Regions from separate parts of the Sus scrofa genome. Here region 2 is linked to region 1. The links are chromatin contacts, called in public Hi-C maps. All regions are on one chromosome and are shown on one strand. The core of a region is the stretch at or near the end of the contact, and the rest is flanking DNA. Distances in the headings are between cores, read along the strand shown. Region 1 overlaps TMCC1 (transmembrane and coiled-coil domain family 1). Region 2 overlaps TMCC1 (transmembrane and coiled-coil domain family 1).

Region 1 (6,081 bases), core at 1,629-4,128:
ATAGACTGGCAGAACATAGCTATTTCCCCTAGGTAGCCTGCCAGAATGTGGAGAGTCATTTAAGATAGAAAAGATGACAGCAGTAATTTTAGCACACAGCTGTCTAATACTTAGGTTACTTATCTGCTTATGCTACCAGTGTAATCTTAGGCAAAAACAAGTCTATGAAGTTGAATCATTCTGATGAAATGTCTCCTCCTTTAAAAAGTTAAGGTTGGACCAAGTACTGACTATTTTCAAGTCTTAGCACACTTTCTGCTTTTTACTTTTAATTATAAAAATTTTCAAATATAGAGAAAACGTAGAAAGAATGTTACAAGGAACCCATATATCCAACACCTGGACTCAACAACTACTAACCTTTTACTTTAAACCCACACGTGCGCGTGCACACGTGCGCACACACACAGACACACAGCTAAGTCACTTAGAGTAAATTACATATGATACTCTATACCAAAATACTTCAGCATATATCTCCAAAATTTAAGGCCATTCTCCTAAATAAAATATCACTGTAATGCCTACCAAATTTGCTAATTCAATAACATCATCTAATATCTAGTCATACTGAAAGGTTAAAAAGTATACAAACCTACAGATGATAGAGATTATAGTTTTAATAAAATACATATAGGACATATGGACTACTCACAACAGTTTCACTATCACCAAGAGTCTAACAAAGCCACAGCTAAAAAACACTGGTCATAATCATATGTCTTAGGGTAAGAAAACAATCAAACAAAAATCCAGAACTGTATTTGTTTCTCTAAAGAAAGTGTTTTTAACTTCCACATTTGGCTCCTCAGTTATAATATTATACTACTGTTTCAAAAGAAACATTTCTGATCAGGTGCTATAATAACTAGGAAACTGAGGCCTGGAAAGGATTTCTATATGTTATTACATAATTCTGCTGTAATACCAGTTACTAATTCATAATCTACCTTATTTCCAAAAAAAGAACTTGATATGTTTTATAAAATTTATACATTTTTAATAAACAATGAAAGTTATAATTAAAGAACAAAAGATATATTGGGATACATGAAACAGGTAACTGAATTAGAAACACAAACTAAGGCTAGTCACTGCAATTGAGTACTTTAGAATTTCTGTATATATATGAATGACTGGGTCACTTTGCTGTACAGCAGAAACTGACACAATACTGTAAATCAACTATACTTTAATAAAAAAAAAACTTTTTAAAGAATACTTTTGAATTTTCTGGCAACCAAAGCAAAAATGGAAATATGTTATACTTTTTTGTTAGCTGTTTAAAAAAAAATGCTCAAGAAGTTATCAGCATATTTAATCGGAGAATTTTGCATGTGGATTTTTATATAAGAAAAATGTACTAATAACTGAAATCTTTTACAATGATTAATACAAAAGATAGGAAAACATTATTTGTAGGTGCGTATTATATCCAAATATAACAAAAGTCAAGGGCTTATTATAAAACCAAAGATGCGGAGTTCCCGTCGTGACGCAGTGGTTAACGAATCCAACTAGGAACCATGATGTTGCAGGTTTGATCCCTGCCCTTGCTCAGTGGGTAACGATCCAGCATTGCCGTGAGCTGTGGAATAGGTCGCAGACACGGCTCAGATCCTGAGTTGCTGTGGCTCTGGCGTAGGCTGGTGGCTACAGCTCTGATTCAAACCCTAGACTGGGAACCTCCACATGCCACAGGAGCGGCCCAAGAAACAGCAATAAATAAATAAATAAATAAAACCAAAGATGAATGAATGCATTTCTTTAAGAGCTAAAACAACACAGTTGAGGCCTGCAGTTTTTGCTAATCTCACTTGATACTGGAAGAGGGCTAGGAATGTCTGAGGGACAAATAGGTAGCATATCCATTAGCATATTATTATTAAATATCAAGGATCTAATCTGTTTTGTTTTTTTTTTGTTTTTTGTTGTTTCTGTTTTGTTTTGTTTTTGCTTTTTAAGGCCACACCTGCAGCATATGGAGGTTCCCAGGCTAGGGGTTGAATTGGAGCTGTAGCTGCTGGCCTATGCCACAGTCACAGCAATGCAGGATCTGAGCTGTGTCTGGGACCTACACCACAGCTCACCACACCACTGGATCCTTAACCCACTGAGTGGGGGCCAGCGATCAAACCCACAACCTCATGAATACTAGTTGGGTTTGTTAGCATTGAGCCACAATGGGAACTTCCTAATCTGGGTTTTTTTACTGAAAACAAAGTACACACAAGGTTGAGCTCAATGCTAAGTAGTCTGTCAATAAGCTTATAATCTCCATGTAGTAACAGCCTAATAAAAATTTTTTCCCAATTCTAGTTTGCCTTCACACCAAAAAGATTCGATGCCCTGTGTTCACAAGGGATAAGAAGTCTGGCACCACCTTGTTGCATAAGACAGTGAAAGGAAGAAAGACGCTGGAAACCTAGGCAGTCTAATTTCAGATTCCCTGCTCTGAAATACTAAATAGGAGAGAGGTCAACTAGATCTAGGAATTAAACCTCTGGTTTCCTCTTTTCCTACTCCCCATCATTTATTAAATACACGTGAACATACAAAATTAGAACAGAGCCATCACCTTTATCTCAAATGTCTCTCAACTTTTCTTCTGAATCCCACTTCTGCCATTTCTAAGAAGCATGGTATTATAAATGAAAATGGTTCAGGCCTTTGTGACCTGAGACTCTTACTTCATTTTCCAGTGCTTCATCACATAAAGCACAGACCCAATTATATGCTTTTTGTCTTCATATTTCCTCACAGATCTATTTTCATAAACACCAACCGCTATGGATTTCTACACAGAAACTGAAAGTCTGCAAATCAGAATTGGAGTTCAAAGTTCTTTGTTTCCCCTGTGCCAGCTGACAACATCGCCAATAGCTAAACTCCAGCAAAGAGAAGCATGTCCACTGCTTATTAATTTAGTAGCAGCAGCAGGATAACAACTAAAGCTTGAACTTTGTACCTGTCATCACAAAGATAATGGCAGAGGATCAACCAAGGAAAAAAACCATTCTGCTCTTTTCTTTTACTCTTTTCCTGGTCTATTAGTCTTGTATTTCCAAATAGTAGTTTTCAATTCAACCCCGGGAAGGAGCTGAAAGAGCAGAGCTTTGAAGCACTCAAGATCTGCTTAGTTCCACAGCATTTGGAATTAACTATAAGCACTTTGCTGGTCGGGTGAGAAGGGTCCTCAAAGGCCATGAGTATGAGAATTAATTCTAAGAAGTCACCTCCTCATGATTCAATGCAATGTTCACCCATCTTCACAAGCTACTGTACAATTTTGGCCTCTTGCACTTACCTCTGCTTTCCAGACTTCTTTACCTCTCTGGTGTTCTGTCTTTCCTTTGTCTCTTGAAGAAAAATCTCTTAAGATTCCAGCAGATACATGGATAAACTATTATATGACCATGCTTCATAACATTTAGCTCTTCTGGTATGTATAAGTTAAGCTAATGGGATATACTTTTGACCTATAAACATATGGTACTGTCCCACCTCACCTCTGAGATCACCAATCTCAGATGGTACTGTCCCACCTCACCTCTGAGATCACCAATCTCAGGACTAATCACCCCTTCAGAATTACAGCTTAAGCTTTGGTGTCTAATAAATTAAATTTCATTGGTGCTACCATATTCCCTCCTCCTACTCCACCCACCAGGATCTACTATCTTTCCAGCCAAAGTCAAGGTGGTATAAAGAAATCATGCAGAACTGGATCAGAATCACTACTCTATGGATTACTAACTGCACAATTTTCTGCCTGCCTGCCTTCCTTCCTTTCTGTCTTTTTAGGGCCACACCCATGGCATGTGGAGGTTCCCAGGCTAGGGGTCAAATCTGTACCTGCTGGCCACAGCCGCAGCCACAGCAACAAAGGATCCGAGCAGCATCTGTGAGCCACACCACAACTCACAGCAATGCCAGATCCTTAACCCACAGAGCAGGGCCAGGGATTGAATCTCATCATCATGGATCCTAGTCAGATTCATTACCACTAAGCCACGACAGGAACTCTTGTACAACTTTCAAAACCACTGAACATCAGTTTCTTCATAATCAAAGTAAGGATACAGCACATCTTTCAGAATTGTTTTGAGGACAGACACACATATTTTCAGATGCTGCTGCTGCCACTCTACTACTACATGAATAAAACCAAATTTTAAGAATAATCCCTTTTATGTACATGGCTCTTTACAGAAGTGCTTGAGGTAATTAATTTGACAGAAATCTCCATTTTACAAAAAAAGGAGGTTGAAGCTTGCACATGGTTCTGAATATGGTGGGGCCTAAATGTCAGCTACTATTCTGAAGGTTGACTTATTCAAAGTCACATACATAGTGTATGTCAAGATTAGAACCAAGGAATCCTGACTCTTCCTTAACATTCTTTCCATGATAAAAAAAATCATGGCCATCAGATCATTTGTTTTGTTTGGTTTGGTTTTGGCTGTACCTGCAGCATGCAGACATTCCTGGGCCAGGGATAGAACTCTCGCCATATCAGTGACACTCTCCACAGCAGGGATAACACCAGATCCTTAACCACTAGATCACCAGGTCATTTCTTGACAGACTTCTAACACTACAACTTCATTTTCCAATTTGATATTGTAATTCCTCCTTAGCAGAAGAGGAATGGTTTCCAATTGCCTGCCATGAGCAAAGGACTCTCTGATCTAAACATAACTTACCTAGAAGCCAGATTAGAACACTTTCATTTGTCACTGACATCTCTCCTTTTAAAGCAATGTTTAAGAATCATTTCCCTTGCCAAGACAACTCAATAGTCTTTCCAAAAAGAATGTAATGATGGAGTTCCTGTCGTGACTCAGGGGATAATGAACCCAACTAGCATCCATGAGGACACAGGTTCAATTCCTGGCCTCACTCAGTGGGTTAAGAATCCGGCATTGCCAAGAGCTGTGGTGTAGGTGGTAGGTGCGGCTCGGATCTCTCATTGCTGTGGCTCTGGAGCAGAATGGCGGCTACAGCTCCAATTCGACCCCTAACCTGAGAACCTCCATATGCCATGGTGTGGCCCTAAAAAGACAAAAAAAAAAAAAAAGAGTGTAATGGTATAGGTGGGTATCAACATGCCAAAGAGTGAAGTTGAATTCCTCCTCACACCATATGCAAAAATTGACTAGATAGATCAAGGATCTAAATGTAAGAGCTGGAGTTCCTGTTGTGGCTCAGCACTAACAAACCTGACTAGTAGCCATGAAAACTCAGGTTCAATCCCTGGCCTTGCTCAGTGGGTTAAGGATTCGGCATTGCCGTGAGCTGTGGTGTAAGTTGCAGACACGGCTTGGATCTGACATTGCTGTGGTTATGGCACAGGTCAATGACTATGGCTCCAATTCCACCCCTAGCCTGGGAAGCTCCATATGCTGCGAGTATGGCCCTAAAAAAAAAAAAGGGACTTGTACCTGATTATGTAAAGCACTATTGTAACTAAATATTAGAGAGAAAACCCAATTTAAAAATGGGCAAAGGACCTGAATAGACATTTCTCAAAAGATGCACAAATGTGTACAAATATGCACATGAAAAGATGCTCAACATCATTAGCCATTAAGGAAATGCAAATCAAACACGCAATGAGATATCACTTCACACCTAACTAGAATATCTATAATAAAAGAGTCAGATAAATAACTAGAGTTGGTGAGAATGTGGAGAAAATTACTAGATGATTGGTGGGAACGTAAAATGGTGCAATCTCCTTGGTAAATGGTTTGGCAGTTCCTCAAAGGATCAAACAGAGTTAACACATGATCCAACAATTCCACTCCTAGGTATATACCCAAGAGAAATAAAACATATATTCATACAAAAACTTGTCACAGATACTCAGAGTAGTATTATTCACAGTATCAAAAAGTTAGAAACAACTCAAATGTCTATCAACTGATGAATGGATATATAAAATGTAATATATCTTTATAATGAAATACTATTTGGTAGTAAAAAAGGAAATACTGATATACAACACAAAGTATAATCTTGATAACAGTTTGCTACATTAAAGAAGGTAGTCACAAAGGACCACATATTTTATGATTT
Region 2 (5,748 bases), core at 2,861-5,360, 76 kb after region 1:
GGCTTTTTAACACAAGATACGAAAAGCAGTGGGAAACCTTTACTTCTTTCTTTTATTTAAGTTTCTACTTTATTCATTTCTAACAAGAGTTATCAGGCTTCAAATTTTGCTTTAATTGTTAAGACCAATTGTTTAATTTTTTTCTAAGGTGTTTCAGGAAAATTTGTCTATTTAGATATACCTTCCAACTACTTAGCAGCTTACCAATTTTTTGGCAGTCTAGAGCCTTCTAAGAACTTCCACACTCTTTGCCTTTATCTTATTACACTCCTCACACTAAGTACATGATTAGTACATGATTTTTACAATATTAAAGCATTTGTGCTTAGGAGAACGAGCAAAGAACTTAGACTCGGTCATGTACTGGCTCTCTGGTCTTAGGCAAATTTAAAATTTTCCCTAAGTCCTACTTACCTCATCTGTAAAAAAGGAAATCAGACCTACCCCAAACAGCTGACATGCAACTTAAACTACATAATGTGGGTAAAAAAGGCCTCACATATACTAGATACTCAACAAAACAGTATAATCCCATATAATGATATTAAAACAAGTTCACTTCCATAAAATACTCTTGCAAATATCACTGCCAACTAAAAGGAAAAGATTCTCAGTTATAAAGTGAGTCATTAAAACCCAGTATTCTGAGGGCAGGCTTCTTGGTATCAAGGCATTAAGAAACACGATAGGGGATAGTTCTCACCTTCATCCCTAAACCGTAATTCTCCAATATTGTATTGTGGTTAATATGAGACTTATGAGCTCTCTTTTCTACCTCACCCTCAACTTCACAAGCAGAAATAGCTCCATGGAGCTATTTTAACTCCATGTTTAACTGCCTATCTCCCTAAATAGAAGAAGCATTTCTTACAAACTATAAATTATCAATTACTCTTTTCTTTTTATTTCATTTAGATTTCTGATAATCCAGAATGTTAATGCCGATATTTTAATTATGAACAGTATTAAAATACGTCTAGGGAATCATTACAGTATACTATTTCCATTGTTACTCATCTGTAAAAGAAAAAAAGTTATTTTAAAGTAATAACATATAAAACCAAACAAGGGTAGTGATGAAATCAGCCTTTGTCACTGATTTCTGCCCTCATTCACAAAGCTGATCTAGTTACCAGCATTTGGAAAAAGTAAAAATTTTCTTGTCCTCTACTTAACAGAATTGGTGTTCAATTCTTTGACATGGTCAACAGGATAAAGAGGCAAGGATGCTGAACACAGAATCAGAAGGAAACCAGGGGTCTGGTCCTCATGTCATTCATAATTAGCTATGTTCCTCCAGCAGCTTTTAACATTTTTGGACACGTAAAATGAGGAGTTTGACGAGGGTCAGCGCAAAGGCATAACAGGCTATGAGTCTTTGCTAATCACTTGGCAAGAGGCAGTGATCTATTGGCTAAAAATCATTTGTGTTGCAAGGCACTCATTTTGTAACCCAGAGTTTCTAAATTCTTAGCTTCTTCACTATTACAATTTCGAAATCTGTGTCAGGGCTCTTTACCCTAATAAGATGTTATGGGAAAATAAAACATAATTGTCAGTTCTTAATAAATATGACTTGATCTTTGGCTGAAGATATGAATATTTTTATAATGAAGCAATAAATTCTCACTAATTCTGTTTATGAAGAGATTTGTCACAGGACTAATTTTGAAATCAAACATCTTTCATCATATATTTCAAATGATTCTATTAGGAAAAAAAGATGTTTTCAAAGTCTGTACAGGGATTTTCCATCATGGTGCAGCGGAAACAAATCTGACTAGGAACCATGAGGTTGCAGGTTCGATCCCTGGCCTTACTTAGTGGGTTAAGGATCTGGCATTGCTGTGAGCTGAGGTGTAGGTCTCAGAAGCGGCTCAGATCCTGTGTTGCTGTGGCTCTGGTGTAGGCCTGCAGCTACAGCTCCGATTCGGCCTTTACCCTGGGAACCTCCATATGCCTTGAGTCTGGCCCAATTAAAAAGAAAAAAAAAATGTCTGTACATAAAATGAGAAATAAAAATTAATGTACAATATATATGTTCTGACCCTGAAGCTCAAAAGTGAAAAGAATGTATACATGTGTGTGTAACTGAGTCACCTTGCTGTACAGTAGGAAATCGACAGAACACTGTAAACCAGCTATAACAGAAAAAATTAAAATAATTGTAAAATTTTTAAAAAAGAAAAGAAAAAAAGTGAAATCTGGTCTGTTCCCACTGACTGACAAGATCACAGGTCACGATGATATAACATCAAGATAAACCAATTTTTTTTATGGCCGCACCCACAGCACATGGAAGTTCTGGGCCAGGAACTGAATCTGAGTCACAGCTGCAACCTACACCATAGCTGCAGCAACACCAGATCCTTTAACCCACTGTGCCAATCAGGGAGAGAACCCACACCTCCACAGCAACCCGAGCTGATGCAGTCAGATTTTTAACCCACTGCACCAGAGACGGAACTCCAAAATAAATTACCTTTTAACAAATACCTACTAAGGCCAATATTGTGCTAACTTGCCAAAGTTCCCAATTTTTTTTTAGACAAAATGCTATACTATGATTGCTAAAGAAAAACCAACCTGTTCTAGTGCCTACTTTCTATAATAAATGCTGCTGGTCTGTCCTTTGTCTTTTTATTTACTATGAGTCTTTGGAAGCTAATGATCACAAGGCAAATCCATGTAACAACATTCTGGATAAACAAAAGAGCAGTGCAATTTGGGTGCTAAAATTCTCCCTCTCTCCTAAGATTCAAGGCTCCTGATAAAGTACTTAAATATCTTATGAATAAAAAGGGGAAAGCAGAAGTAAATTCACATACTACATTCCTTTAGCGGTCCAATTACTCTAAAGTCTATATACCTTTTGCAATATAAAGGAAAAGGAGGATAAATTTAACTTAAAGAGTTTACTTGACTTTCTATTATGCTGAGAGCCCTCATCATAAAAGCTGTTGCTTGGAACAGAGGCAATACAAGTCATATTTAAAAAACAAAACAAAACTTAAAGAGGCAGTCTCTGATGGTAACTGTGCATAACAAACTCACCAAGGTCAAGAACACCCCATCTATACCTTCAACTGTATTAAAGGAAACATACACATTCTGGACCTTTGAGCTAGGATCAATAAACCTAAAAATCACTTGCTTTGGCAACCATGGTTTGCTCTATAAATACCTTTACTACAAAACAACTAAAAAAGCCCAAATACACCTTCATCTCTCACTTATTCCTTCTTTTCCAGTCTCATATGATGCCCTTGACAGGGAATAAAATATTCCTGACAGCTTCAGCTACCTGACACTAAAAACACAAATAAGAGAGATCCTGATTGGTTTTCATTTTAAAAAATATAATTTTCAACTCTTTTTTAGGAAAACAAACAATACTAGTTCACCCAAGCAGATCTTTGGGTTTTAAATTTTATCTTTAATTATTTTTAATTCTAACATTGTCATTAAATCCTACCTACTCTTCCACTGTCTGTTCCATTCCCAGAGTTATCAATTCAGCTCAGTATTTTTAAAAGCACCTATTACTACGACATGATAGTCACTACTCAACCATCCCATCTCCTTATGAGTTCCTATACTAGTTACTTCTCAGGTAATAACCCCCTTATCATTAAGGGCCTGTCTAGTAGCAGTCATCCCCTCACTTTCACCTACTGAGCCTGGCCTTGGGGCACCATCTTGTGGTCAGCAACAAGAATTATCCTTCAAGTCACTTTTTTCCCCCTTGGGAGACTGCTACACCTAGGCTTTCTGGTTTTGCTAAAAGTCCAATTAATTCAATCTTATAAGTCTCTCTCTCATTCGAACAGAGAAGAATGCTATCCTGCTGTAATTTACTACAGAGGGTAGAGTTCCTTATTTATAAACTTGGGGTAATCTAAACTCTTAAGAATTATGTGTTACTGAATTAAGAAAGAGAAAGAATGGGGTTTTGAGAGCTACTTCAAAGATGAACTCCAGAGATCAGCAAGTGCTGAGCTCTATGTGCCTTTTCCAGTGTTGGTCTCAGCTACAAAGTCCTTCTGGGCCTGCACAGCCCTGATTCCACTCTGTGGAGATATGGGCCAATGGGGACAGAAGTCTGAAGCTCCTGCTGCTCCTGAGGTGCCAGTCTCGAGGCAGAGAAAGCAGCTGGGACAGGGCTGCATGGGACCTCCAATACAGGAGAAAGGTGACAGACAAGTTGTGCCTTTCCTTGCGCCATGCCCACAGCTATCTAGTTTCACTACCTGGAATTTACAGAGCTGGAAACCATCATAGTACCAAGGGTAGTTCAGCTATTCAGTGCGAATACATCCCAATATTTTGGCCCCTTAGCCACCAAAAAGTGGAAACTACCCCAGGAAGAGTTATCCCACCTGCCCCTTCTATTCCACCTGCCTGACCCCACCCTTTCCTCTTCTCTAATTTTCAGATTTAGCTAGGCATTACAGAAAAAAAAAAAAAAATTCCCTCTCCAAACAGAGAGCAACCCACAAAATTACCCTAACTGCAGCCTAGTAAAGGTATACTACTTTTTCTAAATTCATCTATAAGAGGAAAATGATAGTGTGAGCTCTGAAGTGATATTAACTTTTAAACAGAGAATCAGGTTCATTAAACTCAAAGTATTCCTTCACAACTAAATGTTGTCTTAGAAGTTGGCAGGTCCTAACACTACATGACAGTAACTTCTGAGCTGAACTCCCTGATACAACAGCTATTTTTTTCCTATTTTATTCTACCTTGAATATAACTATGTGGGACTTCCTGTTCATGGCTCGTTGGAAAAGAATCTGACTACCATCCATGAGGACACGGGTTCAATTCCTGGCCTCATTCAGTGGGTTATTGCCATGAGGTGTGGTATAGGTCGCAGACACGGCTCAGATCTGGCGTTGCTATGGCTGTGATGTAGGCCCACACCTACAGCTCCGACTTGACCCCTAGCCTGGGAACCTCCGTATGCCACAGCTGTGGCCCTAAAAAGAAAAAAAAAAAAAAAGAATATAACTATGTAAAAATTCAACTGTATTTTCAACACACAATCCCTGTTTTAAAAATCTATAATGAGGAGTTCCCGCTGTGATGCAATGGGATTGGCGACATTTTAGGAGCACTGGGACGCAGGTTTGATCCCTGGCCTGGCACAGTGGGTTAAGGGTTAAGGATCTGGCACTGCTGCGGAGGGCAGCCAAAAAAAGGAAAAAAAAATTAAATAAAATAAATAAATTAAAATCTGTAATAGGAGGTCCCTATATCAAACCACATCATCAAAATTTAGTGTCATCTTTTTTTTTGGGGGGGGTCTTTTTAGGGCCATACCTGAGGCATATGGAGGTTCCCAGGCTAGGGGTCGATTCAGAGCTAGAGCCACTGGTCTACACCATAGCCACAGCAATGCCAGATCTGAGCCATGTTTTCAATCTACACCACAGCTCACGGCAACACTGGATCCTCAACCCACTGAGCACGGGCAGGGATCGAACCTGCATCCTCATGGATACTAGTCAGATTTGTTTCTGATAAGCCATGACAGGAACTCCTAGTGTCATATTCTTAATGATAAATCAAAAACCTCTACCCTAAACTAAAAACTTTAAAATCAGCTACATATAATCATGCACTCTTCCAATCTTATCTCTCATTACTTCCTTAAATGTCTTACTAGTCCTCATAGTGGTTAGGCCCTAAGGTTCCTTGTGAGATATAAATAAATGTAACTAACACATGGTCCTAGACTTGAAA

Evidence for each region. Hi-C and Micro-C count contacts between places; a contact is called where the count stands out from the background.
Region 2: a Hi-C map of liver shows a contact between it and region 1, with 5 times the contacts expected there. The contact joins two enhancer-like sites. A contact is called at or near these places in 1 of 47 Hi-C or Micro-C datasets (liver) and 2 of 2 datasets of contacts at active chromatin or transcription factors (alveolar macrophages and skeletal muscle).

What each region holds. Positions count from the first base shown.
Region 1 is chr13:69,127,028-69,133,108 of Sscrofa11.1, forward strand. All of the region lies in intron 1 of TMCC1 (transmembrane and coiled-coil domain family 1), which reads right to left. Among named protein-coding and RNA genes, the nearest start is that of TMCC1, 94 kb to the right of the region's middle. Within about 2 kb of position 2,879, at least 4 of the 83 cell types and tissues checked have an H3K27ac peak or open chromatin away from gene starts, as enhancers often do. A contact at or near this core is called in liver, where this site is marked.
Region 2 is chr13:69,201,526-69,207,273 of Sscrofa11.1, forward strand. All of the region lies in intron 1 of TMCC1 (transmembrane and coiled-coil domain family 1), which reads right to left. Among named protein-coding and RNA genes, the nearest start is that of TMCC1, 19 kb to the right of the region's middle. Within about 2 kb of position 4,111, at least 8 of the 83 cell types and tissues checked have an H3K27ac peak or open chromatin away from gene starts, as enhancers often do. A contact at or near this core is called in liver, where this site is marked.